Linked DNA regions of Sus scrofa: region 2 is linked to region 1. A link is a contact called in public HiChIP or PLAC-seq data. All regions are on one chromosome and are shown on one strand. The core of a region is the stretch at or near the end of the contact, and the rest is flanking DNA. Distances in the headings are between cores, read along the strand shown.

Region 1 (5,876 bases), core at 1,353-3,852:
TTACTTTTTACAGCAATATCATTTATAGTTATATAAAATCTCATTCCAAAAAAAGTTTGCCTAGTCTTCAAGTTTGAAAATCCCAAGTTCTCTAGCTGTGACTTTATACTAATGTACAATTCTAATCCCTGAATAAATTCATAGGGTCTTAAACTTGTCAGTCCACATAAACACTGTTTCCTGCCTTTGCCTTTATGCAGATGGCTTTTTCCTTTAGATAGCCAGCTTTCTATCCTGATCCCATTCTTCAGTTTAGCTCAAGTACAACCTCTTCTACACACAACACTTAACATGATGATTGTTGTACAACTAAATTCATTCAGTAAAAAAAAAAAAAAAAAGGAGTTCCCGTCGTGGCGCAGTGGTTAATGAATCCGACTAGGAACCATGAGGTTGCGGGTTCGGTCCCTGCCCTTGCTCACTGGGTTAACGATCCGGCGTTGCCGTGAGCTGTGGTGTAGGTTGCAGACGCGGCTTGGATCCTGCGTTGCTGTGGCTCTGGCGTAGGCCGGTGGCTACAGCTCCGATTCAACCCCTAGCCTGGGAATCTCCATATGCTGCGGGAGCGGCCCAAGAAATGGCAAAAAGACAAAAACATAACAAAACAAAACACTTAACGGAGTTCCCATTGTGGCTCAGTGGTTAACAAATCCTACTAGGAACCATGAGGTTGTGGGTTTGATCCCTGGTCTTGCTCAGTGGGTTAAGGATCTGGTGTTGCTGTGAGCTGTGGTGTAGGTTGCAGACGCAGCTTGGATCCTGCGTTGCTGTGGCTGCGGTGTAGGCTAGTGGCTATGGCTCTGATTCGACCCTTGCCTGGGAACCTCCATATGCCGCAGGAGTGGCCCTAGAAAAGGCAAAAAGACAAAAACAAAACAAAAGCAAAACACTTAACATGGTCTTGAACCCAAGCCTTGGCTGCAAAATGAGAAACTGCCCTCACTCAAGTGGTGAGGTTTAAGTGAGCTGGTGGTATGTATATGTAAAATACTTAGCAAAATGCTGGCACTTGAGTTCAAGAAATGCTGATTATCACTATTGCCTGTATTACTATCTTTATTGTTATAGTGGAAAAAACTTACTGGAAAAAAGTCTTTGGACATTCAATTCTGTTAAACAGGTAGTGACCTCAGGCAAAGAATTTGGCCCAGTGTTCGCAAAGCAGTATTCTTAATGGGGCACTACTGCCACCTAGTGGGTGCCTGGGAAATTGACTTTTCTTTTTTATTGATTTTTTTGGTTGTTTCAGCTGCGCCTCTTTAAGTTTCCGGGCCAGGGACTGAACTCGCATCACAGCTGTGACCAGAGCCACAGCAGTGACAACGCTGGATCTCTAACCCACTGAGCAACCAGGATTTTTTTGTTTTGTTTTTTTTCAGTGATGGTCACACTGCCGGGGAACATAACTGACTTTAGGGGAAGGGGATGAAGATACGATGCCTGGCACACAAAGAATTGCCCATGTCCACAGGACTGAACCAACTACAGGTAAACAATGCCAGACAGATCCTTAATGCTAGGCCACCAGGGAGCTCTTCATCTTGATTTTTTTAAAAATAATTAACATAAAAAATGGAGTTCCCGCTCTAGAGCAGTGGGTTAAAAATCCAACTGCAATGACTCAGGTCACGGTAGAAGTGCAGGTTCGGTACCCAGCCCCGTGTGGTGGGTTAAAGGATCCCACTTGTCACAGCTGCAACTCAGATTCAATCCCTGGCCTAGGAACTGTGTGCCACAGGCGTGGCCATTAAAAAGGGGAAAAAAAAAGATTTCATTTCAGAATAGTCAGAGATCATTACAAAATTTTCTTTACAAAAAGGGGGCCCAAGGGGTTATGAGGGTTGAGATCACTTTCCCTGTCTGAGCTTCTTCAGTAAATGAGATAACCCCAACATCAGAGCTGATGAGAAAAAGCACCACATGTGTGCTCAGAACATGGTAATTCAGTTTTAGTTCCCAGCCTGGTGTCTACCTTTTCTGTCCCATACCTTGCTCAAGGGATATCCCCAACACAAGCACCGTGAACTTAAGGAGTAAGGAAGCATTTTCTGATGAAAACAATCACATCCGGCTGCTAGGTGACACAGAAACCAGTCTAGATGATGCACTTATAAACTCTCCCACTCACCTTAGAATTATTCCAAATCTTTTGAGGAAAGGAATGGAGCATTCATCCAAGTTAACAGACTGCAGCTGCTGAAGGCAGTTCAACAGCTTAAATTTAAGTGACCACTCAAATATTCCCATTTAATTTAGACCATTTTCCCCCCCTCCAGCAACTAAGAAATGCTGCAGACTCCTAACTACAGCCACTGGTTTTGAAACCAGAGGAGGTAGGTGCTTTCATGAATCTCTGTCTGACCATAGAATTCTTAGGTGTTCACCATAACAGAGTCCATTTGGGGAAAAAGGAAAAATAGTTGGGAAAATAGTTGAAAATAGTTGAAAAAGTTAACTAAAAAAACCCCATCAAACATAAATGTTAAAAGTTCGGTGTGTACCAGTCCTTATGTAAAATGTAATACTCAGTAGTGCTGCTATCACGTTCCCCAAAGGGTTAAAACTGGGGTGATGTCAAGACCAGGAAACTGGAATAGCCATAGCAACGAGTCACGGGTTTGAAGGCTGCCCATGACTCAAGGTTAACAGTGAACAAGGACACTTGTTATCAACCCGTTCACATTAGCACAGCTTTGTCCTCCTTGACAATGACATTTTAAGTCACATTAAATTAAGCATCACTAAGCATCAGGATAAAGCCAGGTAGGCCTTTGCCAAGAAATATCTTGACTACTTAACAAGTGGTACCCTGCCCAGATGATGACGTGGATTTCAGTAGAACATAACATCTCAGAAGTGCATGCTTCAGATATGTAATAAGAGAAAAGCTAAAGGACACATGACTTCCATTTATTTCTAGCTGTATAAATACCTGCTCATTACAGTATGCCTAACTTTCTAGAAAACAAAAATTCAACACGTTACCTCAAGAAAGGAAGAAATAATTATTTCCCAGTATACATACAATTTACACTTTTTACCATGAGCATGTTTTAGAACTAGAGACAACTAAATCCTGTCATTAAGTGACAATGAAATGGTACCTTATGATTGGGTTATAAAAATGCAGAACAGAAAACAAAGGCTTTGGAGACAAGTATGTTCTCAGATCTTCCTCAGCTTACACCTTGATATACCAGTCATAAATTGAAAATATCTTAAGTTAAAAACACTATACTACACCTAACCTACCCAACATTAAGCTTAGCCTAGCTTACCTTAAATATGCTCAGAACACTTAGATTAACCTACAGCTGGGCAAAACTATCCAACAAAATGTTGAATATCTCATGTAATTTACTGAATACAGAGTGAAAAGCAGAATAGTTAGGTCCAGAAGAAGTATACTAGTTTACTCTTGTGATTGCATGGCTGCCTGGGAGCCATGCCTTAGCTTGTTGCCCCTGCCCAAGCACCAAGAGTTTTGTGCTGCCCGCCACTAGCCAAGGAAAAGATCAAAATTGAAAGTTTCTGGAGTTCCCATTGTGGCCGAGTGGGTTAAGGAGCTAACTACTATCCATGAGGATGCAGGTTTGATCTCTGACCTCACTCAGTGGGTTAAGGGTCCACACTGCCACAAAGTGCAGCATAGGTTGCAGATGTGGGTGGGATACTGCATTGCTGTGGCTGTGGTGTGTAGGCTGGCAGCTCCAATTCAATCCCCAACCTGGAACTTCCACATGCTGCAGGTGTGACCCTAAAAAAGAAAAAAAAAATTGGTTTCCAGAGTTGCTTTCACACCATTATTAGGTCAAAACAAACAAAAAAAACCCCACGAGTTGAATCATCCTAAGTCGGAAATTGTGTACTTGTTTAGCAGCATAAGGAGTGATATTAGGAACTTTTTTCTGCCCTCTTTTAATAGAGATACTCACCTTAAGTGAGTGATAAGCATTACAGAAGAAAAAGGCCCTGGACAATGTTTGGCAGACTGGTACTGAAAAACAAAATTTATCTTCCTAGAAGACATAGCTGGCCAGAGTAGGTGTGGTAGGGCAGATGAATTAAAAAAAAGAAAAAAAAAAATTTAAAACCTTCCTTACCTGACTACTCCAAGTCTTCCACCCAAGCTTCCAGCATCCTAAAAGAAGCTTACTTTAAAAGATTTTAAATCTATTTAAGATTTTTTAATCTAAGATTTTCAATCTGTTTTCAAATATTCAGTTCTTAGCCCTCTCCAAATTATCAGAGTTCACCTACACCTTATTTAAAGTAGGCAACTTTGGAGTTTCCACTGTGACCCATGACCCATGAGGATGTGGGTTTGATCTCTGGCCTTGCTCAGTGACTTGGCTCAGATCCCATGTGGCTGTGGCATAGGCCGACAACTGCAGCTCCGAATTAATTAGAACCCTTAGCCTGGGAACTTCCAAGAGTGAAACCCTATCTAAAAAAAATAAAAAAGTAGGCAACTTCTACTCCCAACCTCCCTTCTGGAAACCAATTTCATTTCAAATGGACTGCTTGGCATACATTGCCAACTGAAGACCAAACAGGACTGCCGGTTCAATTTCTTGTCCCCATTAAACCCCAAACAGCTGGGACACATAAGCCAGCCATTTCAATGTGAGGACAGTAACATTTCCAGCTTCTTGGCCTTCCTACCAGTACCAAAGCCCACACTGCTTACTCAGCAGTAGGGCTGAAGGAAAATCAAAAATCATCAGACTGGGAGAAGGATCAAGACGGCGAAGGAGTAAGACCTCAGGCTCACCCTGAAATACGAAAAACCAGAAGATACCATTAACAATTACATGCCAACAAATTTGACAATCTAGAAGAAATGGACAACTTTCTAGAAATTTAGAGCCTGCCAAAACTGAATCAAGAAATCACTAGAAATTATATTGAGTATGTAATATAAAACACTCCCTACAAACAAATGAACCTTTCCACAGAAAATTCATGAACTTGGAGAAGACTTTGTCGTTGCTGAGGGGGAGAGGGAGGGAGTGAGATGGACTGGGAGTTTGGAGTTAATAGATTCAAACTATTGCATCTGGAGTGGATAAACAGTGAGATCCTGTTGAATAGCACAGGGAACTATTATCTAGTCACCTGTGATGGAACATGATGGAGAATATAAGAACATATATGTATGTTACGTCTATGACTGGGTCACTTTGCTGTAATGGTGGAAACTGACATAACACTGAAAATAAATCAACTACAGTGGGATAAATAAAAACTTTAAAAAATCACCAGACTGGAATCCTGTTTCACCTCCAAACCCATGCAACTCAGTTGGCTCCTGCTCACTAGTATCTACTCTATGACTAAGGTACTCTGTCTGTACCACTCTTCTTCACCTCAGATTCTTTATAGCCTTTATCTGTGAGCTGAACCTTTAGTAACCACCCCCCACCCCTTATGCACCTTACCATCTGTCTCAGTTGTTTTCCACTGCTTTTAGGAGCTAAAGGGTTTCAAAGCACCCTCAAGATTACTTGCCACCTCACCCAAGACCCTTTCTCTTAGGGCATTAAGCACCATAAAACCAACACATCTTGAATTATCCTAATCTAAAACAGGTATACATGAAAAAATTGAGGTTTCAATATCCTAATATTGAAGACAAATCAAATATTACATGTTTTTAGATACTGAGCTGGTGTCATGCCTTATCACTGTACACCCAAGTGCCTGTGTCATACACTGCCAGGTGGGGAAGGTGTGACACAAAAAGGATTAAATGACAAATCAATATTCCAGTTTGTATTTATTTGCAAAGCACTCCTGCTGAAACACGGTTTTCTCTAAACTAAAAAATTGGGTTGAAAATAAGTACCAGCTGCCTAAGTTTTAGAAGATTTAAA
Region 2 (5,876 bases), core at 1,147-3,646, 500 kb before region 1:
CAGGAACTCCCTCACAATACTTTTGCTTGCATTACATTGGACATAACTTGGTCGTGTGTCCACGGCTAGCTGCAAGGTAATCTGAGGGATTTAGCCTTCATTATTTTTTTTGGCCTTGCCCACGGCCTGTGGAAGGGTGTGGTGACAATGCCAGATCCTTAACCCCCCAATGTCACAAGGGAGCTCCTAGTTTTTATTCTCAAAGAAGGCTATATGACTAGCTAAAAATCAGAGGTTCTGTTACCAAGGAAAAAAAGAATAATAGATGTTGACATAGGCAATGAGTCATCTCTGTCCAAAGTCTTATCTGGTAATAGAATATTTCATATATAATGGTGGAAAATTGGAACCAAAATGAATAACGTACATTCATACTATGGCCATATCAAAATGACTGTTATCCACAGTTCTTGAAATGGAAACATTTTAATAGCACATTGTTAAGTGGGAGAAAAATAGGTTACCAAGAATATGAGCTCTGTTCTGTAAAATTATATATAGATAATGTGTGTGTGTGTGTGTGTATATATGTGGATTCTCTAAAAGCATTTCTCTCTGGAGTGGTAGGATTACATCATATAATTTTGTTTGTTTGTTTGTTTTTTTAGGGCTGCACCCATAGCATATGGAGGTTCCCAAATTAGGGGTCAAATCTGAGCTACAGCTGCCAGCCATAGCCACAGCCACAACGCCAGATCCGAGTCTCACGTGTTACCTACACCACAGCTCAGGGCAATGCCAGATCCTTAACCCACTGAGCAAGGGCAGGGATCAAACCTGTAACTTCATGGTTACTAGTTGGATTTTTTTCCACTGTGCCACAGTGGGAACTCCTGCATCATATAATTTTAATTCACTTTGTACTATTATTTTTACTAAAAAACATGTATCAGATTTCCCTGGTGGTTCAATAGGTTAAGGATCTGGTAGTCACTGCTGTGGTTCTGGCTGCTGCTGTGGTGTGGGTTTGATCCCTGGCCTGGGAAATTCCACATGCCAAGGGTGCAGCCAAAGAAAAAATAAAAGTTAAAAAAATTTTTTTTTTTTTTTTGCTTTTTAGGGCCGAACCCATGACATATGGAGGTTCCTAGGCTAGGGGTCAAATTGCAGCTGCAGCTGCCAGCCTATGCCACAGCCACAGCATCTCAGGATCTGAGCTGTGTCTGTGACCTACACTGCAGCTCATGGCAACGCTGGATCATTAACTCACTGATCGCGGCCAGGGATCGAACCCGAATCCTTATGGATACTAGTCTGGTTCCTTACAGCTGAGCCACAATGGGAACTCCTAATTATGTATCATTTTTATAAGCAAAAAAATTCTTTTCACTTAGAAAATATGTGAGGAGTTCCCACTGTGGTGCAGTGGATTAATGATCTGGCAGGTCTCTGTAGAGGCACCGGTTTTATTCCTGGCCCAGTGCAGTGGGTTAAGGATTTGATGTTGGGAGTTCCCGACGTGGCACAGTGGAAACGAATCTGACTAGGAACCAGGAGGTTGCAGGTTCGATCCCTGGCCTCGCTCAGCGGGTTAAGGGTCCGGCGTTGCCATGAGCTGTGGTGTAGGTCACAGACACGGCTCGGATCTGGCATTGCTGTAGCTGTGGCATGGGCCGGCAGCTGTAGCTCCAGTTAGACCCCTAGCCTGGGAACCTCCATATGCTGCGGGTGCAGCCCTCAAAAGACAGAAAAAAAAAAAAAAAGGATCTGGTGTTGCTGTAGCTGTGGCAGAGGTCTTGGATTCCATCCCCAGCCGGAAGAAAGGATGGGAGGGAGGGAGGGAGGAAGAAAGAAAGAAAAAAGAAAGATGTGGGCATCTGTGTTTCTCAGTAACTTCCTGAGCGGAGTCGAGAGGTGAGCAGCAGCAAGGTGGGATTCCATCATTGTCCTGCAGGTGCACAAGTGATATTCAGTTCCTGGGGTCCTGGAACAGTGGCATCTCGGAGGCTACTGATCTCCAGACCTGAACTTAGGAGAGAGGTCTGCGCTAGTGCTACGGGAATCGGCTTGGCTTGGCGAAGATGGTCGGCGAAGCAGGTGAGGGAGGCGTGGTCCTGCAGAGGCTGTGCCGCGCGTCTTCCCGGGGCCTCCGGAGCCCCGCTCCGCCCTTCTCCAGCTTGCTCAGCGCCTGGAAACGCCGACCTACGTGGACTATCACACCAGACTCCCTGCCTTCTGGCTTTCACTTGGAATCAGCCCCTAGGAGGCCCTGGTAGGAGGTAAGAGAGTGGGAAGACAGAAGCAGGGGCATTTCTTTCTCTGGCTCCCCGCACGCGGGATTAGCCCGGGCTGACTGCTTCTCTGGAATGAAGGTTACAGCCCAGGTCAGGCCGGCTCCTTCTCCTCCAGCCCTCAGGCCTGAGCCAGGAAGTGCGCCCACTGTTGGTAGCCTAGGGGTACAGCACCGCCCCGTGCAGTTTCCCAGCACCTGGGCCACACCTTTGTCAAGGGTTCTTTTTCACACTATCCCGGCACGACCCAATCAGAGTGAGCCATCTGTTTCCTGCCAGAATCCTGGCCAACAGAGAGAGCCTGGGGGTGAGGAAAGGAAAGAACACCCGCATTTAAAGGGCAAGGAGAGGCAGAGGAAAGTGGACCCAAACGGCAGGAGAGTCCAAGGCAAGGCAAACCACGGTTTAGGAAACCAGGGGAGGGGCCAGCAACTTTATGAAGATTGCAAGGAGGTCACCTAAGGATGGGCTCTCAAAGGTGTCTGGGGAAAGTCCACCGGGAGGAGGAGCTGGGAAGAGGAAGAGAGAGAATTGGGTGGGTGGTTATGGGAGGAGGGTTCTGAGTTGGAGAAGAAGATAAGAGATGAAGGGGGCTGGAGAGAAGGGGGTGGAGCAGAGGAGAGAACCCAGGCAAAGGTCAGAAGGAGGCAGACAGGTCACAGAGTCCAGGTGCAGAGGCAAGTAGTAGCTCCAAGAATGAGTGTGTATATACAGCAGCACGACACATACCTACACAATCCAACACCTCTACCCCACACACCACACACAGATACACATATTTGCACACATACACACAGCACACCACACTGCATACACAACACTTGCCAGATCATAGAACTCCCTGGAACCCAGGCAACAGTCAGATCTTTGCTTTGTTGTGACACTTTGCCTATTCACTGACATCACGTTGAGCCCTGAGAAATGCCTGGTTCTGTCTACTCACACGTGAAAAAGGAGTTTTCAGTGTTTGCAGCATGGCACAGTAGGTGATTTGTGGATAAATCTGGAATGGTTCCATGGTCACTAGCTCTCACCCTGGGGTATAGGGCAAGGGCTATCTATACCTGGTTCTATGTGCTGACTTCCTGAGCAGCTTAACCCAAAGGGCCTCTAAGGACTAGCCTCCAGGGAGTTCCCTGGTGGTCTAATGGTTAGGACTTGGTGCTTTCACTGCCATGGCCCAGGTTCAATCCCTAGTCTGAAAACTGAGATCCTGCTTCAAGCCACTGCTTGGGAAAAAAAAAAAGGCCCACCTCACAGACCACAACCCAAATGCCTGTCCATACAATGGAATATTATAGAGTGAAAAAGAACCACATGCTACAGCATACATAAATCTTTAAAACAATGTTGAGTAAAAAGAGCAAGTTCCAGGAGTTCCCATCATGGCTCAGTGGTTAACAAACCCGACTAGTAACTATAAGGTTGTGGGTTGGATTCCTGACCTCGCTTGGTGGGTTAAGGATCTGGCGTTGCCATGAGCTGTGGTGTAGTTTGCAGATGCCGCTCGGATCCCACATTGCTGCGGCTGTGGTGTAGGTCGGTGGCTACAGCTCCGATTCGACCCCTAGCCTGGGAATCTCATATGCCGCGGGTTCAGCCCAAGAAATGGCAAAAAAAGACCAAAAAAAAAGAGAAAGAAATGTAAAAGGGGAGCTCCCAATGTGGTGAAGTGGGTTAAGAATCTGACTGCAGGAGTTCCCGTCGTGGTGCAGTGGTTAACGAATCCGACTAGGAACCAGGGGGTTGCAGGTTCAGTCCCTGCCCTTGCTCAGTGGGTTGACGATCCAGCATTGCCGTGAGCTGTGGTGTAAGTCACAGATGCAGCTTGGATCCTGCATTGCTGTGGCTGCGGTGTAGGCTGGCAGCTACAGCTCCAATTCGACCCCTAGCCTGGGAACCTCCATATGCCGAGGGAGCGGCCCAAGAAATGGCAAAAAGACAAAAAAAAAAAAAAAAAAAAGAATCTGACTGCAGCAACTCAGGTCACTGCAGAGGCACAGGTTCAGTCCCCAGCCTGGTGCAGTGGGTTAAAGGATCTGGTGTTAATGCAGCTGCAGCGTAGGTCACAGCTGCAACTTGGAGTCAATCCCCGGCCTGGGAAATTCCATATGCCTTGGATGTGACATGAGAGAAAGAAAAAAAGAGAGAAAGAACGGAAGGAAGGAAGGAGGAAAAATATGTAAAAGAATGCTAAACACAAAATTCAGGATGTTGGTTTATATCTGGGAGAAAGGATCGTATAGATGGGCGTCATTGTTAATGTTTTCTCTGGAATCGGGTAGTGGATTCACCACCCAGTGTAACATAATAATAACAGCAGGCCATGCTTGGATCAAGGATGAACCAAGGGTTATGATTAATCCAATTCTGTACATCGGATGTCCTGTTACAATAAATAAAAATAAAGACTTCTCTGCTTGACCCTAGTTCTGCTTATTTTTGTACTTCCTCCCGCAGCAACACTGAGGGGTCACTGCAACCTTGCTCTTGGCAATCGGGGTTACTAGCGCAAGGCCGGGCCGGAAATGAACTGGGGGATGAGCCATATCTGCCTTAACACTGTTCTCGATGGGTCCTTTGTGGTAAGGGTTTCCAAGAACCAGCAGAGCAGTTGAGGGAGCTGAGTAACATTTACAAGAAATGCGCCCTCGCCCCACCCCTAACCACCGCCTCATCTCCTCTCTCCCCCTTTTACCGCCTCCAGCTCTTCCTCCCCACCCAGGCCCAGGAGAAGGGTAGCTCCCTGGAGCCAATAATGAAGATTTCCACAGAGCAGAAGGGCGTCCCTGACTCTCTGGAGTCTGGGAAGTACTGCCTTGACCTCCATCCAGATTCTGGGCCCTGAAGGAAACTTGAGCTGACGAATCCCTCCAGCTATTTACTAAGTAGCACTGCAGCAGAGTGGCAATGAGCATGGACCACCTGTGTCCAAATTCTAACCCGGCCAGTCCTTAGGTATGTGACCTTTGACGAGGTGCTTACTGCTCTGCATCTCGGTTTTCCCTATCTGCAAAATGGGGATGAATAACATCTCCCTCATGGAGAGAAGTGAGATTAAGACATGCAAAGCATGCAGAACAATGCTGGATGCGTAGCAGGTACTGAATAAGCGTTAGCTATTACTGCTAAGTGTTATAAAACATGCAGATGAATCAATGGGACCACAGTCTAATGCAGGAGTTTGCAAACTTTTTTCTGTAAAGGGCCAGATAGTAAATACTCTCAGCTTTGCTGGCCATAAGGTCTTTGTCGTAAGGACTCAACTTGGCCATTGCAACATGAAAGCAGTCATGGACAATTCCTAAATGGATGAGCTCTATTTATTAGCGCTGATGATTGAATTTCATATGCTCTTACCTGTTAGGAAATACTATTCCTCATTCAGTCTTTTTCAACCGTTTAAAAATGTAAAGCCCAGTTTTAGCTTACAGGCCATACAAAATCAGACTTGGTTAGGAGGCTGGAGTTTGCTGATCCCTTGTCTAATAGCAGAAGAAACATTAGCCCCTCTGGATTTCTTTGCTTTGGCTGTATTTTCAGAGCCCTGTTGAATGCTGCCTCCTCTTTGAAGCCTTCCCAGATCAGCTCAGCCAAGGGCAATAATAACTTCATCTGCTGCCTCCTTTGTGATAAGCACCTTTT

What was found. HiChIP or PLAC-seq counts read pairs in DNA pulled down with a chosen protein or histone mark.
Region 2: a contact with region 1 is called in an H3K27ac HiChIP or PLAC-seq map of alveolar macrophages. The contact joins two enhancer-like sites. A contact is called at or near these places in 3 of 47 Hi-C or Micro-C datasets (embryonic fibroblasts, retroperitoneal adipose tissue and subcutaneous adipose tissue) and 1 of 2 datasets of contacts at active chromatin or transcription factors (alveolar macrophages).

What each region holds. Positions count from the first base shown.
Region 1 is chr7:32,299,732-32,305,607 of Sscrofa11.1, reverse strand. LOC102161912 (a long non-coding RNA gene) reads left to right here. Exons shown (of 4, transcript XR_304410.3): 4 at 1,380-5,876. Among named protein-coding and RNA genes, the nearest start is that of SRSF3, 13 kb to the right of the region's middle. Within about 2 kb of position 2,602, at least 10 of the 83 cell types and tissues checked have an H3K27ac peak or open chromatin away from gene starts, as enhancers often do. A contact at or near this core is called in alveolar macrophages, where this site is marked.
Region 2 is chr7:32,796,836-32,802,711 of Sscrofa11.1, reverse strand. No RefSeq gene overlaps it. Among named protein-coding and RNA genes, the nearest start is that of PIM1, 12 kb to the right of the region's middle. Within about 2 kb of position 2,396, at least 31 of the 83 cell types and tissues checked have an H3K27ac peak or open chromatin away from gene starts, as enhancers often do. A contact at or near this core is called in alveolar macrophages, where this site is marked.